Linked DNA regions of Sus scrofa: regions 2 and 3 are each linked to region 1. Evidence: chromatin contacts called from public Hi-C data. All regions are on one chromosome and are shown on one strand. Each heading gives the region's core, a stretch centred on a gene start, on an enhancer-like site or on the middle of the called end of the contact. The rest is flanking DNA. Distances are from core to core; before and after follow the strand shown. Region 1 has its middle 390 kb from the start of CPEB2. Region 2 overlaps LOC102158082 (a long non-coding RNA gene). Region 3 overlaps LOC102158082 (a long non-coding RNA gene).

Region 1 (3,760 bases), core at 365-2,864:
CATCATGTCATCATAGTCTGTCAGTACAGATTGGGATTATCTATTTACTTGTCCTTCTCCGCTAATCTAGGCATTCCTCAGGGACAAATACAGATAGTGGCTTATTCATGTCTAAACTTCCCAAGGTCTGACCTTAGATGCTTCTCAAGAATGATTTCTTCAATATTGACGGAACACAATCACACCACCCAGCTGGATACATAAAGGCCAGGGGCAATGGCTTCATTTACCACTGTTCACTTGTCGCCTTCTTAAAAATAAACACACAAAATGGAAATCTTTATAAAGACCAACCCCGTCATAAGCTTGGGCAAGATGATACAAATGTAAGCATACAATGTTTATCTTGACAAATGGGAGAGGCCTTCCAGAAGAACAGAAGCTAGCCTGGAGGAGGAATTTAGAGACAGAATTTTCCTTCTAACTTTGTGCTGAATCGGTCTGTTTCATTCCATCTCCATCACCTTATCCAAGTAGAAGCTATCAGAATCTTAGCCTCATTCTCTTAAATGGTCTATTCACGTATACTTGTGCCGTTCTCCAGCCTACTCTTTGCTCTGTAGCCGGAATGCTATTTTCAAAATATCAAACTGGCCATTTCAGACACACCCCTCCCGTCCCCTTTGTGTGACTTACGCACTTGATTCCCACCTCTCAGGACCTGTCGGTCACTATCTTCCCTCAGCCTCGGTACCCCAGCCACACCGTCTATCCCAGTCTTTGCTGTCGCTGCCAGGAACACTTCCTCTCAGCTCTTCTGCTCTCATTCATACCTATTTAGAAGATTTCAGCATTCACAGAGAAAATTACCTGCTATTTCTGGATAGGTTTGAACCCCAACAGGGCTGTTAACATCTCACAGAATCCATGAGGACTGTGTCGTTTTCTTCCTTATGCAAACACGGGGCCTAGACCATTGCAAGCACATGGTGTAAATATGTATTTAAGAAAAGAAAGGAAAGGAGAAAGAAAGACAAGAAAAAAGGGAGAAAGAAAGAAGAAAAGATACATTAAAATGAATAAGCTGGGGGTTATTTTCATAAGTTTCTACTTTTTTCTTAACAAAGTTGAGAGACTTTCAACTGTACCACAGAACCTCTCCGATAGATTAAATCTTATTTTAAGATAGAATACATATAAAGCAGATAAATTCAATTGAGCTTGGAATATAGAGGGTCTCACGAGCCAAGCTAGGTCCTTCAGTCTTCTGAAAAGCTGTGGCCTTCCCTTGATCCACGGTCTGATTCCCACTCATAAGCAGTTGTCTCCATGATAGAACTGGAGACAATCTGGCTAGTTCTTAAAAAAAAATAAAAATAAAAATGTTTAAAAAGAACAAAAGGACCAGATGATGGGCGTATGAAATCAAAATAACCCTTAAAGAAGAGACAGTTTGAATCCAAACAAAACAGAACAGAATCCCCTATAGCTGAGGAAAAAAAAAAAAAAGCACATTAGTTAATTTTGAGGGCAGGCACACATGAAATATGAAATCTGGTATCCCATAAAAAGCTTCCAAGGTCAAAGTTGTACAAACAGGCAACCCTATGGAGAATGGAAAATCTCATGACTTACTGCTTGTGTCATTAATTGCTGAACTCCCAGTTACCCTGGTGAACCATTATGTAATTTTTGCTCTGGGCATGGATGTGGCAATGCCTTAAAATAAACAAGACAGTCAATTAGAGTTAATCTGTTAAAAAATCACTCTGCCAAGACAAGCTGTAGAAAGTGGAAACAAAAATAAAATAGTGTTGAGGAACAAGGGATGCATTTTTGGGTCTAACAGTCGTCACCAATCTAATAATTCACAAGGTCCATTTGCTAAAATGTCCTTCCAGCCATCTTTCTAGTTATTGCCAGCATGAGTTCCCCTTCTCCAGGAAATTGCTTAGATGGGCTAGGGCACTGGCTGTGAGATCAGGGCTTGGTTGCAAAGTTTTGAGTGAGGAACATGACGGTCTAAGCAGGAGAGCCAAGTTTAAAATCTAGAGGCTGCATGAAACACTCATTTCAAAGGAAAGAATACCACATGATGACGATGGAGTCATACAGGAAATCTGTCTGGATACTGGTGGGCATCTTCACACCCTCGTGAGAGTTTTTGTTTCTCTTTAAGGGCTATCGCACATGCACTATATGGATTCAAGTGGGTTCGCCTTCAAAGTCAAGTGTTGAGATGGATCTCTTTAGTCATCCATCATCCTATCATCCATTCACACTTTCATATATCCAACCACCTACTTTGTTCAGCAAGTTGGATTAAATGGATTGGATCAAGGCAGAGCAAAAAGTCTATTGACCCAAACCTGTTCACCTATATTCAGGCGCACACACTACCCACATTTAGGAAAATACCAACTAGTATGCATTGTGGTTTTAGCGCTGTTCTTCTCATCCACTATCTAATACTATATCCTGAGAGTACAACGATTTTCTAATGGTAATTAGACAGGGTAGCTGATGTAATATCGTAACAGCCGTTACAGTTTTTATCTCCTATAAAATGTTTTTATTTCCTACAAAATTGAGCTAATACTAGAACCTACCTCGAATGGCTATTGTGAGGATGAAATGAATTAAAAAATGCAAATAATGCCTGGCACTATTATTGTTTTTAAGAACATCTATACATAAATAGTAATTTAATTTGTGTATTTTATAGATAATATTCCTTTGATTCTCCTAAAACATTTGCAAATAAAGTGCATTTCTTCTCATTTCACAGATGAGAAAATATCTGACAACCTTTATGACTCTCTAAAATAACTGAGCTACTTGAAGGCAGGGCTGGGAATTTTCCTACCTAGCCTGCCCAGTACACAGTAAATAACCAATATAAATTGAGTGATTGAAGTTGCGGAATCCTCCCAGATGGATGCTCCTTTAATCTTCCCTACCTCTCCATCTCTTCTGCCCCTGCCCTGGTTGAGATCTTGTCATATCTCCTCTGGAATGTCACCACAGCCACCTAACTAGACTCCCTGCTGCCAGATCCATTTTTTCTCTAGGGAGTTTCTAGGGTCATCTTTTCAGAATTAAATTGGACCACACTTATTGCAAAGCCCCCAATGGCTCCCCATCGCAACAGGATATAACCTTAGACCTCAGTCTTGCTTGCAAGGCTATCTGCAAGAGGCAAGTCTCACTCACGGTTGTATGAGTCCTACCTGCCAACCCCCCAGGGTCGGGGCAAGGCCAGGTCACAGGGGAGAAGGATCAAGCCAAAGGGGAAGGGTGCCCATCTGTCTCCCTGTCCCTGTTCCCCCACTTGGCATAGAACATCCTCCTCTCCACCCTACCCCCACCCCTGGAATGCAGCTTGGGGGGGGGGGGGGGGAAGACCCTAGGGGTGAGGTTCCCTCTGCTGAGCCCTGAAAGCAGAGAGGATGGATATATTTCAAGGGAGGAAAATGCTTCTTCTAATTCTACCATCTTTAAAATTTCCATGAATGAAATCTGCTCATAAACAGGCAAATAAATAAATAAGTAAATAAACAAATGAATTTATAAATAAAAGCTTACCTTCCTACCGACAGAACTCCCTGGACTGAAAAAAAAAAAAAAAAAAAAGTAAATTCCCCCTGTGCTGGGCCTGATTTTTTGTTTCTTTGTTTGTTTTCACCTTTTCAACAGGATATATGTGTAGATACAAAATTTGCCAGTCCCTCTCCTGGATGAGTTTTAAGCCTAGGATGGGACAAATAAATGTGGCAAATAATTATAATACAATATAATACATATCATAAAATACATGCAT
Region 2 (3,593 bases), core at 6-2,505, 140 kb before region 1:
AGTGGAATTTGGTTTGAGAAGATTAAATAACTTGAGAAAAGTCACAAGTCAATAATTCTTTTAAGATATTTTTCTTCTATTGTCGCTCTTGTTTTATTCACTCAGGAAACTGCACTTTGGGTCATACTAATGGCATTATCATTTTTACTAAACAAGAAACATAGATAATTTATGGAAATAGTGAAAAGTGATTATAAATAGCACTTTTAAGCAGCATTAAATACTCTTGCTTAATGAGATGGTAGATGTGTTATCACAGGAGCATCATGATGATTGAAAAGTATTATCTCCATTTTGCATTTAGTAATCTTCAAATTAGCCTGAGGCCTTCCTAATACTGTCATCATGAATTCATAGTGTTTGTAGGATCTCAAGAGGGTAACTACTGATATGGCCTAATCAACTCACATAATATGTTCGGCAACAACTGTCACAAATATGTATTGAATTCTTATGGATTGAATTCCATTCTAAACTATGGAGATCCAGCTGCATCTGTATAGAGCTTGTATTTTAGCAAGAAGGGCAATTAACAAAATGAATAAGTAAATTATTTAGTGCATTGAAAATGAAAAGTACTATAGGGAAAATAAAATAAGAAAGGAAGATAGGGAGTGCTGGTGTGTGTATTTGAGTGTGTATGTGTGTGTTTGCAATTTTAAATAGGGTGAGTCAACCGAGTAAAAAAATAAAATAATTTGCTAACAGTCATGCAATCAGAAAGTGGCAGATGGGAACCTGTTCTCAGTATCCTAACTCATGGTTTCACCCTCTCAACCTGATTGGCTTCAGCCTCCTGAATTTTTGGACAAAGCCAGACCCAGGAAAAATCACCAGCATAAGATTGTTCATTGGTGAAATCTTCAGAATTCTTTCCATTTCAAGAGAGAGGTACTCATTTCAAAATTGTCTAAAGCAAAAATAGGTAAGCTTATTGGAAGGACACCAAGATGTTTTATGCAGTGCAGAACAAGGAGATGATCTTGCCTCTGGGAATGTGAATGTTGCCAAGAGGGTCTTTTGTCACTCTCCTCTACTCTCATATCAACCTCCTCCATGTGGCTAGACATGGGACTGTTAACAGTATTGTCCTCAGACATAGGCAAGAGGGGCCCCTTCTTTATCCTGAGAATCGGGGATTGCTAAACTTTTGGATCCCTTACCTCCAGGTCTGGTTGCGCTGTCCCTCAGGGGCATTCCCTGACTCTTTGTACATCATGTGAGGTCAACCAAATGCCATGAGAAGCTCTAGAACTTTTGCGTAAAGAGCTGCCCTGGGACACTTAGCCTGCCAAGTTTTCAAGAGTGACCCTGGCAAACAGACTGCCCCTGGAGGCTGGTTTGGCATTCATTTTGCAAGATTGTGTGAGACTGTGTCAATTTAAAGTGCTGATGTTCTAGTATTAGGTGGTTCTGAGGTCAGAAAGACGACAAGTTTAGAGACCAAGACTATAATGATCCATAGACAATGGGCTTCCGTCAGGTGTGTGGTCCCTGTGTCAGCTCTCCCAGCCTGTGTCCTGATAATGGTGCCAGTTTACAGCATACAATGTGTATGGATTAAGAGCAGTGAAACTGGAATTATGTTGAATGAATTGAGATCAAGGTTTTACTCTTTAGCTGTGTGATCCCAAGCATGTTATTTGATCTATTTAAGAACTCATTTTCCTTATTTCAAAATGGGGAGGTGAGAAGTTTTTATAATATTAAGTGAGATGATATTTGCCAAGTTCTTAGAATAGTACTTGCCACATAGTAAGCATTCATTGTCCAGTGGAGAGCTGGGTTCCATACCAGATGTTCTCAAGACCCTGTGTTCTTCAGATTATACTGCATTGCCTTCTCAGGTTAAAAAAGAGAAGGAGTCCAGGAGTAAAACCAGTGTTGTGATGGATCCACACGATAATTAAGGCCCTTGGTCCATGAACACCATGGGTTTCCTGATGCTGACAAATATATGTTTCTAAAATAAAGCTTGAGTCCAAAGTGTCTGATAGAAGCAAAATAAGAGAACAATTCTAATTTTGTTGAATGTTGCTTTTATTAGGGAAAAAACACATAAAGTTAATTTACACTTTGAATTACAAAATATTGACACTTAAGTAAATTTAACTCACAAAAAAGAGATTATATCAAAGTCCAAAATGCTGGGGGGGAAAGTAATCAGCCCTTATATTGTGCACAATAGTAAATTAAATTCAAATAGTTATTCCTGCAGCACTCATGCTGTGATTTTAATTATCCTCAGATCTGGGGATTCTAAGTTAAAGTTTTCACAGAGACTGTAATTTTTGTTCCATTAACCATTTAACAGAATCAGCTTTATGTAAAAGAGTTTTCCTGATTATAAATGGTATGAGGCTGTTGAGTGGGAATTCTAGTGACAACTGGAGTTACAGAATTACTCTTGGGTGTTTAAATGTTCAGTTGTGAGTTTTTTTAAAGGGATTTTTTTAAAAATCTTGATCTTCATTATAAATTGTCCAATATATCAATTAGTCAAGAATTCTTTATTTGGTGTTTATTTGGGTAAGTGCTAAGAAGAAAGAAAGGAAAGAATAGAGGAAGAGGGAAAGGAGAAAGAGGAAAGAATTCATATAAAATCCATACTTTAAAAATATAAGAATTCACAAAAGAATCAAAGAATCAATAATTGAATTGTGTATATATATGTATGTGTATGTTACCCACATGTACATATATGAACATGACCACATAGGAACCTGCTTTGATGAGCAAGTGATAATTAATGAGAATTGGAATTACCACTAATCCAATATGTCAGTTGTGGAGAAAGTCTATCATTTCTGATGGAAGATGTCAGTGACCGGCCTTTGATGTTGTAAGCAAATAGGTAAAGCCACGAGGGAGATCCAACCTTCAGTTGGCTATAATTTCAATAAGGCATAGGCTGGGCATGAAAAGAATGCTGGAGCTCATCAAGTTCAAAGGTCTATAGATGAGCAGGAAAAGGCATTTTCTGATCTTACGAGTCCCCCAAGTGCAAAATACAATCACAAGATTAGCTTGATGACTTGGGTGAGTAAATGAGGGAGTAGCATTCCATTGAGGACAAAGACCTTGATACCGATCTTTTAAGCTATGAAGCCCCCCTTGCACACCATGTACAAGACTGAGAGTGTCTGGGCTCAAAATTACAGAAATGTTTGGAAAAATCCAGTTACTAAATTAATTATTCTAAAGTAACATTTGTGTGTATGTGTTAAGAAGTCTATACACATTTGGTATTTCAACTCCATGAAATGTTTAAGAAAATCTAGTGTTATGAGTATGTTTTCAAATGTGTAGGTCAGAACATTCCTCTCATAAGCCTCTGTTGACCATAAGGGACTCTGTCATGGACCTGCGTTCTCTAGTATCAAATGGAATGATGGTTTTCTGAAAAAAAAAAAAAAGGCCAAGTGTTAGCACTGAACAAATGAAGCAATTTGAGCATAATTACCATATGCACAACGAAGTCAGAGTGGCAATCAGAATGCCTTGACTCATAAGACAGTATGCAGTAGAGTCAATGGCTAATAGGTTATGTTGTTGCAAAGGGACAGACGGATGGATATTAAGTGTCTCTCCTT
Region 3 (3,560 bases), core at 18-2,517, 220 kb before region 1:
TTATCCTTGTAACTACTTCCATTCTAATTTCACTTTGTAGGCAGAGACCTTTTTCTTATTTTAAATGTTTGGATGATGGAACCACTAAGAATTATCATTGTCCTAACCCTTCATATATTTACTTTTCAAAACATGAAATTTCAAGTAGAAATAAAAGCCCCAAATGCATCCGAAACTCACTGATGCCTTCTTTTTACATAGGACAAATCTATTGCCTTTCATAATTATTTTTATTGAATTATAAATTGATGGGGAGCAATAAAAACCCAGAAGCCTGAATATCAGGGAGAAAAGGAGACTTGGTCGCAACTTGTTGGTATTTTCTGAAACACGTATTTATTCCGCGCCACAAAAGCGCCATGCGTTAGCATCCTTAAATAATGGAGGACAGTGTCTAAGAGGTGGCCAAGGGGCTGATGATAAGGCAGGTCCGCACCTTCTCAGGGCACTGTCACCATTTTATCTTCATGGTTCTTGGCATCTGTTTCTCTTCTCTCCCTGGGCCATTGTCAGAAGTGTGAGTAACCAGGACACATAAGTCTGCATTTACCAGCTGTCTTTCTGTCCCCAACCTATTTCCCTTCCTCAGGCTCATCTGGCCCCCACCCCCTCCCCTGGCACCACTGCCTCTGCTAGAACTCATCCCTTTCTCTTCTGGCTACTCATCAGACTGTGAGCTCTTTGAGGGCGGGGACCATACCTTAGTTTTCTTGATATTCTGAGCAGCCAACATGGAGCCTGGACTATGGGCTTAGATACATTTTTTTAAATGAATAACTAAAGTGGAACCAAATTAATTAATAACATAGAGTACTTACTCTGTTTCAAGCACTGTTTTAAATACTTTGCCCACATGGATTCACGTCATCCTCATAAAAAAATAATGCGAAGCTCCATTGTTATTATCCACACTTACATGCACCTGTTGGAGGTGCGGTGGTGATCGCAGACCTTCTGGCATTAGAGCCAAGGCTGTTGAAAGCTATGTGGCTTCTGACCCTTTCCTCCTAGACCCACTGGGGTGATGATGGTGACATGTTCCCATGAACACCCCTCACCCCCACCAGGGCAACGGAGGGCCATGTCTGAGCGCAGATGTGAGTCTGTACAGAGCTCACTTGGCTGGGACTGCTCCTCATTTCTCAACCTTGTTAATGGCTAAGAGTGCCTGGCACCCATCCAGGCACTGGGCAGTCAAGCCGGGCGGGTCCGCCCGCATACCACGTGATCAGGCCTGTCCACACAGGCTGCTGGCTTTGCAGCCTTCTCTGGGCATTTTTCTGGAACCCTATCCCTTCTTCTTCCTCACCGTGATCTCTCTGTTTCTTCCAGTGTCCACTGGGCTGACCTCTGGCTTTCTTGGCTTTGTTTTCAGCTCCAGCTGCTCCAGCTCTTTTGACTTTGCAGTGGCCCTTGGCTTCCCTGGTCGAGCCTGACTGCACACAGCCAGCCCTCACCCTTGAATTCTTCTGTCCCTGACAGCTTCTGGCAATAGTCCCGCTTGACCAAACTCCAACCCCTAGTGCTGACATGGCCCCCAAGGCAGGGATGGAACGCCCCCAGCCCTTTCCACATGGCTGAGCAAATAAAGTGGGCGACGATGGGCTAGACGTCTGTAGTTCCAGAGTGGGAGAGGGTGGCAGGAAGGCCTTGAGGATCAGATTTGGGCTTTTCTCCCAGCCTCTCCTGTCAGCCCACTTCTTGGTTCCCCCCAAACCCCCTTCGCCCTTGTCTGAAGGGCTTCATGTAGCGGATTCCCGCTGCCCGGGGGACTTGTCACCCCATCCTCCACCTTTCTGACTCTGCCTCACCCTCTGGACCTCAGTTTGATGGGGAGCCCTTCACTTCTTCCATCCCCCAACCCCGACTGAACCACATAGGTGCCATTTCTCCTTTCTCCTTTGTCACCCAGTACGTCTGTGTCACCACCGTAATGGCTGATGTCCACCCAGGGCTTCATCTGTGCAGGTGCTGTTTAAAGAACTTGATGAGAATTAACTGATTCTCCCCAACAACCCTGAGAAGGATACCACTGCTTTTTTTTTTTTTTTTTTTCTTTTTTGGCTGCCCTGCGGCATATGAAGTTCCCGGGTCAGAGATCAGATCTGAGATGCAGTTGTGACCTATGCCACAGCTGCGGCAATGCCAACTCCTTAACCCACTCTGTGGGGCTGGGGATCAAACCTGTGTCCCAGTGCTCCAGAGGTGCCACCAATCTTGTTGTGCCACAGTGGGAACTTTATTATTTTTTTTTTTTTTTGGTCTTATTTATTTACTTATTGATTTTTAGGGCCGCACCTGTGGCATGTGGAATTTCCTGGGCTAGGGGTTGAATTGGAGTTGTATCTTCCGGCCTACACCCCAGCCATAGCAACACCAGATCCAAGCTGGGTCTGCCACCTACGCCACAGCTTGCGGCAATGCCAGATTCCACAAAGTGAGGCCAGGGATTGAGCCTGCATCTTCATGGGTGGAATGCCTACCTGAATTCTAGTTATGGATATTTTATGTCAGATTCAAATAATACATCCCTGATTCTTGATTTGGTGCGATCTGGTGTGACTAAAATGCAAGGACAGCCAGCCGACTGGTGTGTCATCTTAGGGTTCCTTAACGATTTCTGCAGTAATCAATCTTATTCAATATGAAAAATTTGAGCCACAAAGTGATGTCGATCTCAGGCACCACATTTTACACAGCTGGAGATGGGGGAATAACTTGCCCAAGGTCATGCCTGGAGCCAGTGACAAACAGGGTGCCAGGTCGGCTCACTTCCAGTCCTATGTCCTTTCCGCACACCTGGTCAAACAGAAACTACTGTCACATGAGGGCATGCAGGTAAAACAAACATAACTGGTTTGATTCTGACTCCAAACAGCACGAAGGGGCCCATGGCTCCCGTGCTGCCGGGGACTGTGATCAGCCCAGAGTCAACACAGGGCATCTGATAGCAAGGCACGCCTGACTCAGAAAGGGCCCAGGCTCTGCAAAGCTCTAAGGGAGTTTTGCTTACAGCTCCGTCTTTATTGCTGTGTGACCTTGAGCGCATTCCTTTACTTCTCTGGTCTCCAGTCTCCTCTGCAGCATGACACAGTGTGATGAAACAAATGTTTGTCTCTCAAGTTCAATGTTGAAGCCCTAACCCAGAATGAGAAGATATTTGGAGTGGACCTTTTGGAGGTAATTAGGATTGTAAGGTCGTGAAGCCAGAGCCCCTGTGATGGGGTTAGTGTCATTTTTTAAAAAGGAAAGGAGGTAAGAGCTCTCTCTCCTTCCCTCCCTCCCTCTCTTCTCCCCCGCCTTCTGGGGACACACTGAGATGGCAGGTGTCTGGAAGCTTGGAAGCAGCCTCTCACCAGGACCTGAACCTAGCACCTTGATTTTGGACGTCCAGCTTCTGGAACTATGAGAAAGAAACGTCTGTTGCTTAAGACCCTCAGTCTCTGCAATTTTGTTATAGGAGCCTGAGCTGATTAAGATGGTTTTATAAGCTTGAACTTGAATCCCCCTTCTGGCCCTGTGATTCTGACATTCTTTTTCAAGGTCCCCTCTGTTGTTGG

What was found. Hi-C and Micro-C count contacts between places; a contact is called where the count stands out from the background.
Region 2: a Hi-C map of liver shows a contact between it and region 1, with 5 times the contacts expected there. The contact joins two enhancer-like sites. A contact is called at or near these places in 3 of 47 Hi-C or Micro-C datasets (liver and skeletal muscle).
Region 3: a Hi-C map of liver shows a contact between it and region 1, with 3 times the contacts expected there. The contact joins two enhancer-like sites. A contact is called at or near these places in 5 of 47 Hi-C or Micro-C datasets (liver and skeletal muscle).

What each region holds. Positions count from the first base shown.
Region 1 is chr8:10,010,070-10,013,829 of Sscrofa11.1, reverse strand. No RefSeq gene overlaps it. Among named protein-coding and RNA genes, the nearest start is that of CPEB2, 390 kb to the left of the region's middle. Within about 2 kb of position 1,614, at least 2 of the 83 cell types and tissues checked have an H3K27ac peak or open chromatin away from gene starts, as enhancers often do. A contact at or near this core is called in liver, where this site is marked.
Region 2 is chr8:10,149,658-10,153,250 of Sscrofa11.1, reverse strand. The region is part of intron 4 of LOC102158082 (a long non-coding RNA gene); the gene reads left to right. Among named protein-coding and RNA genes, the nearest start is that of CPEB2, 250 kb to the left of the region's middle. Within about 2 kb of position 1,255, at least 1 of the 83 cell types and tissues checked has an H3K27ac peak or open chromatin away from gene starts, as enhancers often do. A contact at or near this core is called in liver, where this site is marked.
Region 3 is chr8:10,225,943-10,229,502 of Sscrofa11.1, reverse strand. All of the region lies in intron 4 of LOC102158082 (a long non-coding RNA gene), which reads left to right. Among named protein-coding and RNA genes, the nearest start is that of CPEB2, 180 kb to the left of the region's middle. Within about 2 kb of position 1,267, at least 15 of the 83 cell types and tissues checked have an H3K27ac peak or open chromatin away from gene starts, as enhancers often do. A contact at or near this core is called in liver, where this site is marked.